Regions from separate parts of the Mus musculus genome. Here region 1 is linked to region 2. The links are chromatin contacts, called in public HiChIP or PLAC-seq maps. All regions are on one chromosome and are shown on one strand. The core of a region is the stretch at or near the end of the contact, and the rest is flanking DNA. Distances in the headings are between cores, read along the strand shown.

Region 1 (3,732 bases), core at 342-2,841, 570 kb after region 2:
CCATGCATCAGTCCCAGCTGTCAAATTTTTTTGTTTGTTTTGTTTTTCGAGACAGGATTTCTCTGTGTAGCCCTGGCTGTCCTGGAACTCACTTTGTAGACCAGGCTGGCCTCAAACTCCCGAGTAATGGGATTAAAGGCGAGCACCACCACGCCCGGCTAGCCCCAGCTGTCTTAATTCACTTTATAGACCATGCTGACCACACTGGCCAGGGATCTGCTTGCTTATTTCTGGAATACAAGGATTAAAGGCAGAGCCACCATCCCCTCCCTCCCCCTGCCACGCCCCCAGCCTAGATTGTATTTAACTGATTAAATTTTTCAGTTGTTTAAATGTATACTTCTCTGTTGAGAGGCCAAATCTTGTAAGTTCAGACTCCATTTTAGAGAACCTGGCCAAAGTTTGAACTCAGACAAACTAACCAACATAACACTAGTTTCCAAGTTACCCCTCAACAAGACCAGCGTCCCCAGGTTATTACCCCAACATATCTGCACCCCCAGGTTACGAGGCCACCCCCTGCCTAACGACCACTAATGCAGAGGGAAGCAGAAATTAAGTTTATGATATGACTCCCAGCACCAGCCAATTGTGTTAAAGGCCATGGTAGCTCTCGAATTAGATGCTTAACTACCACCACTACCACATCCCACCCTCTGCTTGTAGCTTTCTATAAAGTCTTGTCCCCACTGACATTCGGGGTACACCAAAAACTGTGCTGTGTGTTGGTGGCGAGCCACAGCGAGCTGGGATAGAATAAAGACCGTGCTATGAGTTACATCAGATGGGCTCCTGCCTGGTTTTGGGGGATCGCTAACACTTTCGTGGCGCTACAACTGTATGCCCTTGATTAGATTTCCTTTACTGGCTTTCTTCTTTGCCATTCATTCTTCCTTGATTAGTCGCCACCTTTTCTCTCCAGAAGTTTTCGAGATATTTAACCTTTCATTCATCTTGCGTTACAGTTAGGCAAACAATTTGGTAGGAAAATACCCATTCCCCTTAGTCAAAAATAATTTTAGAAATTCCCCCCGGGAGGGTTGGTGTATAGTTTTAAAATAATCAGTAAGCTTCAACGTTGCATTTAAATTTTAATGTCATCATTAAAACCTCTTTTTACTTTCTAATTCATTTTTAAGGCAATCATCGTTGCCAGGGAGAGATTTGCTCTAGGGAATTAATTGCTCAATCGCTCCTGCTCACTTGCTTACCTTGATTTTTTTTTTTTGGTTTTTCGAGACAGAGTTTCTCTGTAGCCTTGGCTGTCCTGGAACTCACTTTGTAGACCAGGAAGGCCTCGAACTCAGAAATCCGCCTGCCTCTGCCTCCCAAGTGCTGGGATTAAAGGCGTGCGCCACCACGCCCGGCTGCTTACCTTGATTTTACTAAATTCAATCCCTATTCTTGGAGATTTTATTTCTTTTTCTAGTTTTAAACAATGTAACCCACTAGATTGCTAGCACGCAAGGGATCACGAAGACAGACAGGGTCTCCATTAAACAAGTTCAAAGTTTCCCCCCTCCGGCTTGACCGGGCCCTTCCCGTTCCCTCTCTCGCGAGACTTGGAAGCCGGAAGTTACATAAAGGACTCGAAACTCAGCCGCGGCTCGGTTGGTGTTGGCGGGAGCCGGGTGGGCCGGCTGCCTGGTGTTCTTTGCTGTGCGACCCGGGCTGCAGGTGCTCCGGGGTGTTGCTGTTGAGTTCCGCGGCCCAACGTCACGATGAGGGTGGCCGTGGCCGGCTGCTGCCACGGCGAGCTGGACAAGATCTACGAGACTCTGGCGCTGGCGGAGCGGCGCGGCTCGGGACCCGTGGATCTCCTTCTGTGCTGCGGCGACTTCCAGGCGGTGCGCAACGAGGCCGACCTGCGCTGCATGGCCGTGCCGCCCAAGTACCGTCACATGCAGACCTTCTACAGGTGAGGGGCGCGCGGCCGGTCCTCGCGTGGGGTTCCAGGTCCTGCTGCCGCAGATCGCGATGTCTGTTGGACCCGGAGCTTAGGAAATGGCCCTGGCCTCCTCCTCTCTGTACACACCTGGCTCTTCTTCCCAGGGACCCGGGGTGACACCAGCAGGTTTAGATACTTTGGATTTGCTAGAACACGATGGTTAGTTGATTTAATGATCTGGTTTTCCCGTGACCTGCTGTGTGCTAGTCTGGGTTCTAGAAGCCCAGACTTGCACTTCACAAAGTTCTTGATCTCAATGAATGTGTGCTCGACACTCAAGATTTAATTTATTCTTAAGGGCAGGGATGGGAAGATAGTGGGGACCGTTTGATCGTTTTTGAGCTCGGCCTTTTCCTTCTGACCTCTTGCTTTTTTGTGTTTAGTTTGGTTCCTGACAGCTTTATTACCGTTATGTTGTAGATATTACTCTGGAGAGAAAAAGGCCCCGGTTCTCACCATCTTCATTGGAGGAAACCATGAAGCCTCAAACCATTTGCAAGAGTTACCCTATGGTGGCTGGGTAGCGCCGAATATTTATTATTTAGGTATGTGTTTATGTGCACTTTTTTTGGTCTTGTCAGAATCTGTACCAGCTGGGCAGCTTCTAGAAGACATGTGGTGAATGCCATTAACTTAAATAATCATGAGAATTGAGTTAAAATAGTTATTAAATGGCCAGTCATGAACATACATCCATTTTCTTCTAGAGGTTTAAATAATAGCTAATATGATGACAAGTTTTTTTTTTTGTAGTCTCTTTGCTTTTTTCTTATTGCATTAAACTTTATAATGGAAAATGCTAAACATACATAAAAATACCGAGTAGTTTAATAAATTTCTTTACTTGTTAACCTCAACTCCTATTACTTTGTTCTACTCCCATATTTAAATATCCAGTATTGTTTAAACTTTTCCTGAGGGAGATGGCTGGGATGCCTTAAAGCAAATCCTAACCACTGGGTTATTTCATTTGTGGATTTTTAAGTACATGACTCCCCCTACCCCAAGATGTATTTATTTATCTACCGTGTATACAGTGTTCTGAGTGCATATGTGCCTACAGAGCACCAGATCCCATTATAGATGGTTAGAAGCCACCATGTGGTGCTGGGAATTGAACTCGGGACCTGTGGAAAAGCATCCAGTGCTCTGAGCCATCTCTCCAGCCCCTAAGTACATGACTTTCGAGTGATAGATTTTTTTTAGACACACGTAGTTCTGGTGCCATTTTATACCTAACTATAGTGAGTTAGTCCTTCTCTCGTGCCTTGTCCATACGCATTTCTCTGCATGTCTCAGTTACCGGATCTACAAATGACTTGCTCAGGTAGGATCCAAATATTTGGTGTTCAGGGCTCTGCCTCTTAGACTCTTTATCCTTCCTTCCCTTGTTTCTGTTTTCTGTTTCCTCTATGGTTTGTGTGTTGTAGGCAGTGAGGTTGATTGCCCTGTAGCATTTCCTGGGCTCTGGATTTAGCTGACTGGATTTACTATGATATCACTTGAAGTGTTCCTTTTGTTTTTCATCTTTTAAAGTTTGCAGGTCTTTTATCTCTTTATATAAGTGATTGTTTCTAGAATAATGTTCAAGTTTTTCTAGTGATGAAATCTTAACTTTGGGAATTTTGTTTCTCTGTCATTACTGATTTGCCATCTTTCAACAATCTCAGTATTATGAAGAGATGAATTTGGGCTGGGCATGTTTTTAATTCCAACACTGTAGCGGCAGAGGCAGGCTGATCTCTAGGAGTTTTGAGGCCAGCCAGGTCTATGGAGTGAATTCC
Region 2 (3,330 bases), core at 222-2,721:
GTGCTTGGAGCAGTGAGACTGAGAACTATGGTCGCTCATTCTGCTCACTTATTCCACACTGTAGGAGATATTTTTACCTGGCAGCACTCAGGCCAGACAGAGTACCTTTGACTAGAGTCTGCACTCATTGCTGCTGCTCGCAGAAGACACCATAACCCTCCTCCCCCAACCTCCCACCGCCATACTGCCTGTGACCAGCACAGTGTGCTTTCTCCTACCTAGCTCTGTGCAGACACTCCTGCTCTAGAGGGGTACAGCATTCAGAAAACTCTCGAGTTCCACGTGGGACTCTTCTTCACCTCTCCCCTGGATGAATCCATAAAATAAGGTTCATCCAAAAAGGAACAGGGAACATTGGCCTGTGTATGTGGGAGGTGCCATAGTAGGCCTGCGGATATGGGAGGGGCCCTGATTGTCTACATCTAGGGTTGTACCAATCAGAAATTCCTACTAAACACGTGTCCTCAACAATCTTCCAAATCATGAGACCCTAGGTCTCAAAAAAGGGATCTTAAAACTGACATAACAGAGCACTTGTCACCATCCGCCTGCATCAAGTTAGCTACAGGAAGAAGGTCCAGTGTACTTCGAGCTGTCACCTTTCCGATTTCTGAACTTGGGCACTGGTCCACAGAGAGGAAACTTTGCAGCCTGACGATCATAAAGCAGTCCTATTGTCCTCCTGGCCATCAGCGAGAGCTGTGCACTTCCCAGCCCACCCCATCCTCCATTTTAAAAATGAAAACAGCGACACGAGGGCTGTAACATCACTGCCTGATACCCACTGGCTTCTCCGACCCGTCGGTTTTCGTCCTCTGTTCCAGCCCCAGTATTCTAAACACCCAGCTCTTCACCACAGAGACCACATTTGTCTCGATCCATGAAAACGCAAGCTCAGAGCGCTCCCTCACATCTCCGGAGGGATGACTCCGACAGGCGTGGCCACGGTGAAAGCTTTTTATACTCTCTGTTTCGGTACCCACAGAGTAGACTGGGGCGATGAAATCGATTTAATTCTCAGGGCAAGTCAGAAGACAAGGACGACAGCCGCAGTGCACGGTGCAGCTCGGGTTCTTTCTCACACAATACAATTTCATTTATATTGAAAATCATCATGAACTTTGCAAAGAAGTTAGTCACTTCCTGTTTTTCTCTGATCTAAATGCATGTGATAGCTTTACGTTTTAAGCTATGTGAGGACCTTAGAAATACTTCAGAAGGTGACATAATGCTAGGACTAGGGACAGAGCTCTTTCCTAGCAAGCATGAGGCCCAGGTTTTACTCCTAGCGCAGTGAAAATGAACAGATCCCATTATTACTGTAAAACACCGTTTGTTTTATGTAAGTTCTGTGACTTCAGCACTGTGACATTTCACCCTGTTACTGAGAAGGCGCACTCTCTACCCACTACAGTAACTTACCAACAACTGTCAGCTGAATGGTCCCCTTGGCAGTACCAAAGGCATGGGACACTCCACACTGATAGGTGCCAGCGTCAGAGAGCCGAGCATCAGTTATATTTATAGATGCCTCACCAGACCTGATGTCATTACTTGTAAATTGCACACGTCCTTTCATATCTTGATAGAAGTTGTCGTAAATCTTGTCTGCTAAATATACAATAAACTAAAATTTAAAAGAAGCAGAAAGAGAACATAAACAAACGTGGGCTGAAGAAGTGGCTCTGTGGTTAGAAGCATGTAGCTCTCATCAGGGGACCCAAGATCAGGTTGCAACACCCACAAAGCAGTTCACAGCGTAACTTTCAGATTCCATGGGATTTAATATCCCCTCTGACCTCCACAGACACTAGACACGCATGCAGTTCAAGAGACTCAAATGTAATAAAAAATAAATCTAAAAAAAAACTTTCAGTAATGCTATGCATATACCATGTTACCATAAAACTTTTTTTTTTTTTTTTAAGAAATAGAAATGAAAGAGAAAGTAAAGAGAGCTGGTGAGCTGGCTCAGATGACAGAGACCCGAGTTAGGGCCCTGAGAGCCAATGGAAGAGGCAGACATGATTTCACAGACATGAAGCCCACCACTAGAATAAGGGGTTGGAGGGCGGGCAACCCCAGGCACTTGCTGGCCACTCAGTCTAGCCATCAGTGAGCCCCAGTTTCAGTGAGAGACCATATTTCAAAACACATGATGGAGAAAGAGGGCGGGTGACACCTAACCTCATCCTTCAGTTTCCACAGATAAAGGCATGCCCACACACATACGCTGCGCATACACACACATCTGCCCCACACATACTTCATTATATACAGAGGGAGGGAGGGAGGGAGGGAGGGAGAGAGGGAGGGAGGGAGGGAGGGAGTTGTTATACAAAAACCCACACTAATAAAAACACAGAATGATGAGCTAGAACTGGGTCCATGTGGACCTGGGATGCAGTCCCTGTACCTCTATTATTATTACTATTTTAAAGCTTTGTTGTTTTTATTATTGTTTTAAATCATATTTAGGCTGGCTCAGGTGTGGTGGCGTTCACCTATAACCCCAGCACTCGGGGGCCGGCCGGGAAGAGTGCCGGGCCACCAGGAGTCGGAGTGACAGACAGTTGAGAGAAGCCATACCGCTGGGTCCTCTGGGAAAGCAGCCCCGTGCTCTTAAGTGCTGAGCCAAACCTTTGGCCTCCATACTCCCATTATGAATGGACAGCCAGGTTTCAGTGTGATTAAATAACTTCTAACATAATTAAATACCATAGTCCTGTACTAGAGACGGGGTCGGTGGGACTGGACAGGTTCACACACGTGTTCATTCATGGATGTTCCTGTGTCGCAGCTGCCTCAGAGGGTTTAGTAATAAATCAAGTAAGAACAAGGACAGTCACTAGGGAGGCTGAAGCTTGACATGACAAATATACAGGACCTAGAACACACACTCCACACACACACCCTTGCGGCCCAGCCTGCTCAGCACACCCCTCTTGTTCCTTGTCTCCTGTTACACATGTTCAAGACCACATTTTCTAAATGTCCACAGCATCCTCTTGTCCTCTGAAACCTTCCAGACATCTGATGACCCTTCCTCTGAAGTCACAGGTCATTCTATCCATGTCCACAGGCCTGGGCCGTGGGGCTTCAGGCTGCGATGCCACACCTGCCTAGTGAGAGTGAGCAGGCACAGTGCATACTCACCATGCGGTTCACCACCTCATTTTGAGGTCCAGTAAGCTGCATCCAGTCAATGAACAGTGGTCCATGGTCCTCAGGGCTAAGGGTGAACGTGCAGGGCAGATGGACAGTTTCCCCTCGGGCTTTCTGAATTGTCTGCTCTGGAGTAGTGATGCTCACACTCCCAATGTGATCTGG

Evidence for each region. HiChIP or PLAC-seq counts read pairs in DNA pulled down with a chosen protein or histone mark.
Region 1: a contact with region 2 is called in an H3K4me3 HiChIP or PLAC-seq map of bone marrow-derived macrophages, with 3 times the contacts expected there. The contact joins the promoter of Dbr1 here to the enhancer-like site in region 2. A contact is called at or near these places in 9 of 39 promoter capture datasets (the 3T3-L1 cell line, the C10 cell line, the HPC-7 cell line and 5 more), 6 of 484 Hi-C or Micro-C datasets (CD4 T cells, the HPC-7 cell line, Th1 cells and 3 more), 9 of 115 datasets of contacts at active chromatin or transcription factors (CD8 T cells, the SCID.adh cell line, T-cell acute lymphoblastic leukemia and 6 more) and 1 of 9 other capture datasets (adipose tissue).

What each region holds. Positions count from the first base shown.
Region 1 is chr9:99,574,208-99,577,939 of GRCm38.p6, forward strand. It overlaps Dbr1 (debranching RNA lariats 1), which reads left to right and starts at 1,592. Exons shown (of 8, transcript NM_031403.3): 1 at 1,592-1,918; 2 at 2,369-2,493. The coding sequence starts at 1,722.
Region 2 is chr9:99,007,805-99,011,134 of GRCm38.p6, forward strand. Gm1123 (predicted gene 1123) reads right to left here. Exons shown (of 8, transcript NM_001080776.1): 6 at 3,157-3,326; 7 at 1,423-1,627. Among named protein-coding and RNA genes, the nearest start is that of Faim, 23 kb to the left of the region's middle. Within about 2 kb of position 1,472, at least 55 of the 459 cell types and tissues checked have an H3K27ac peak or open chromatin away from gene starts, as enhancers often do. A contact at or near this core is called in CD8 T cells, Th1 cells, adipose tissue and 5 more, where this site is marked.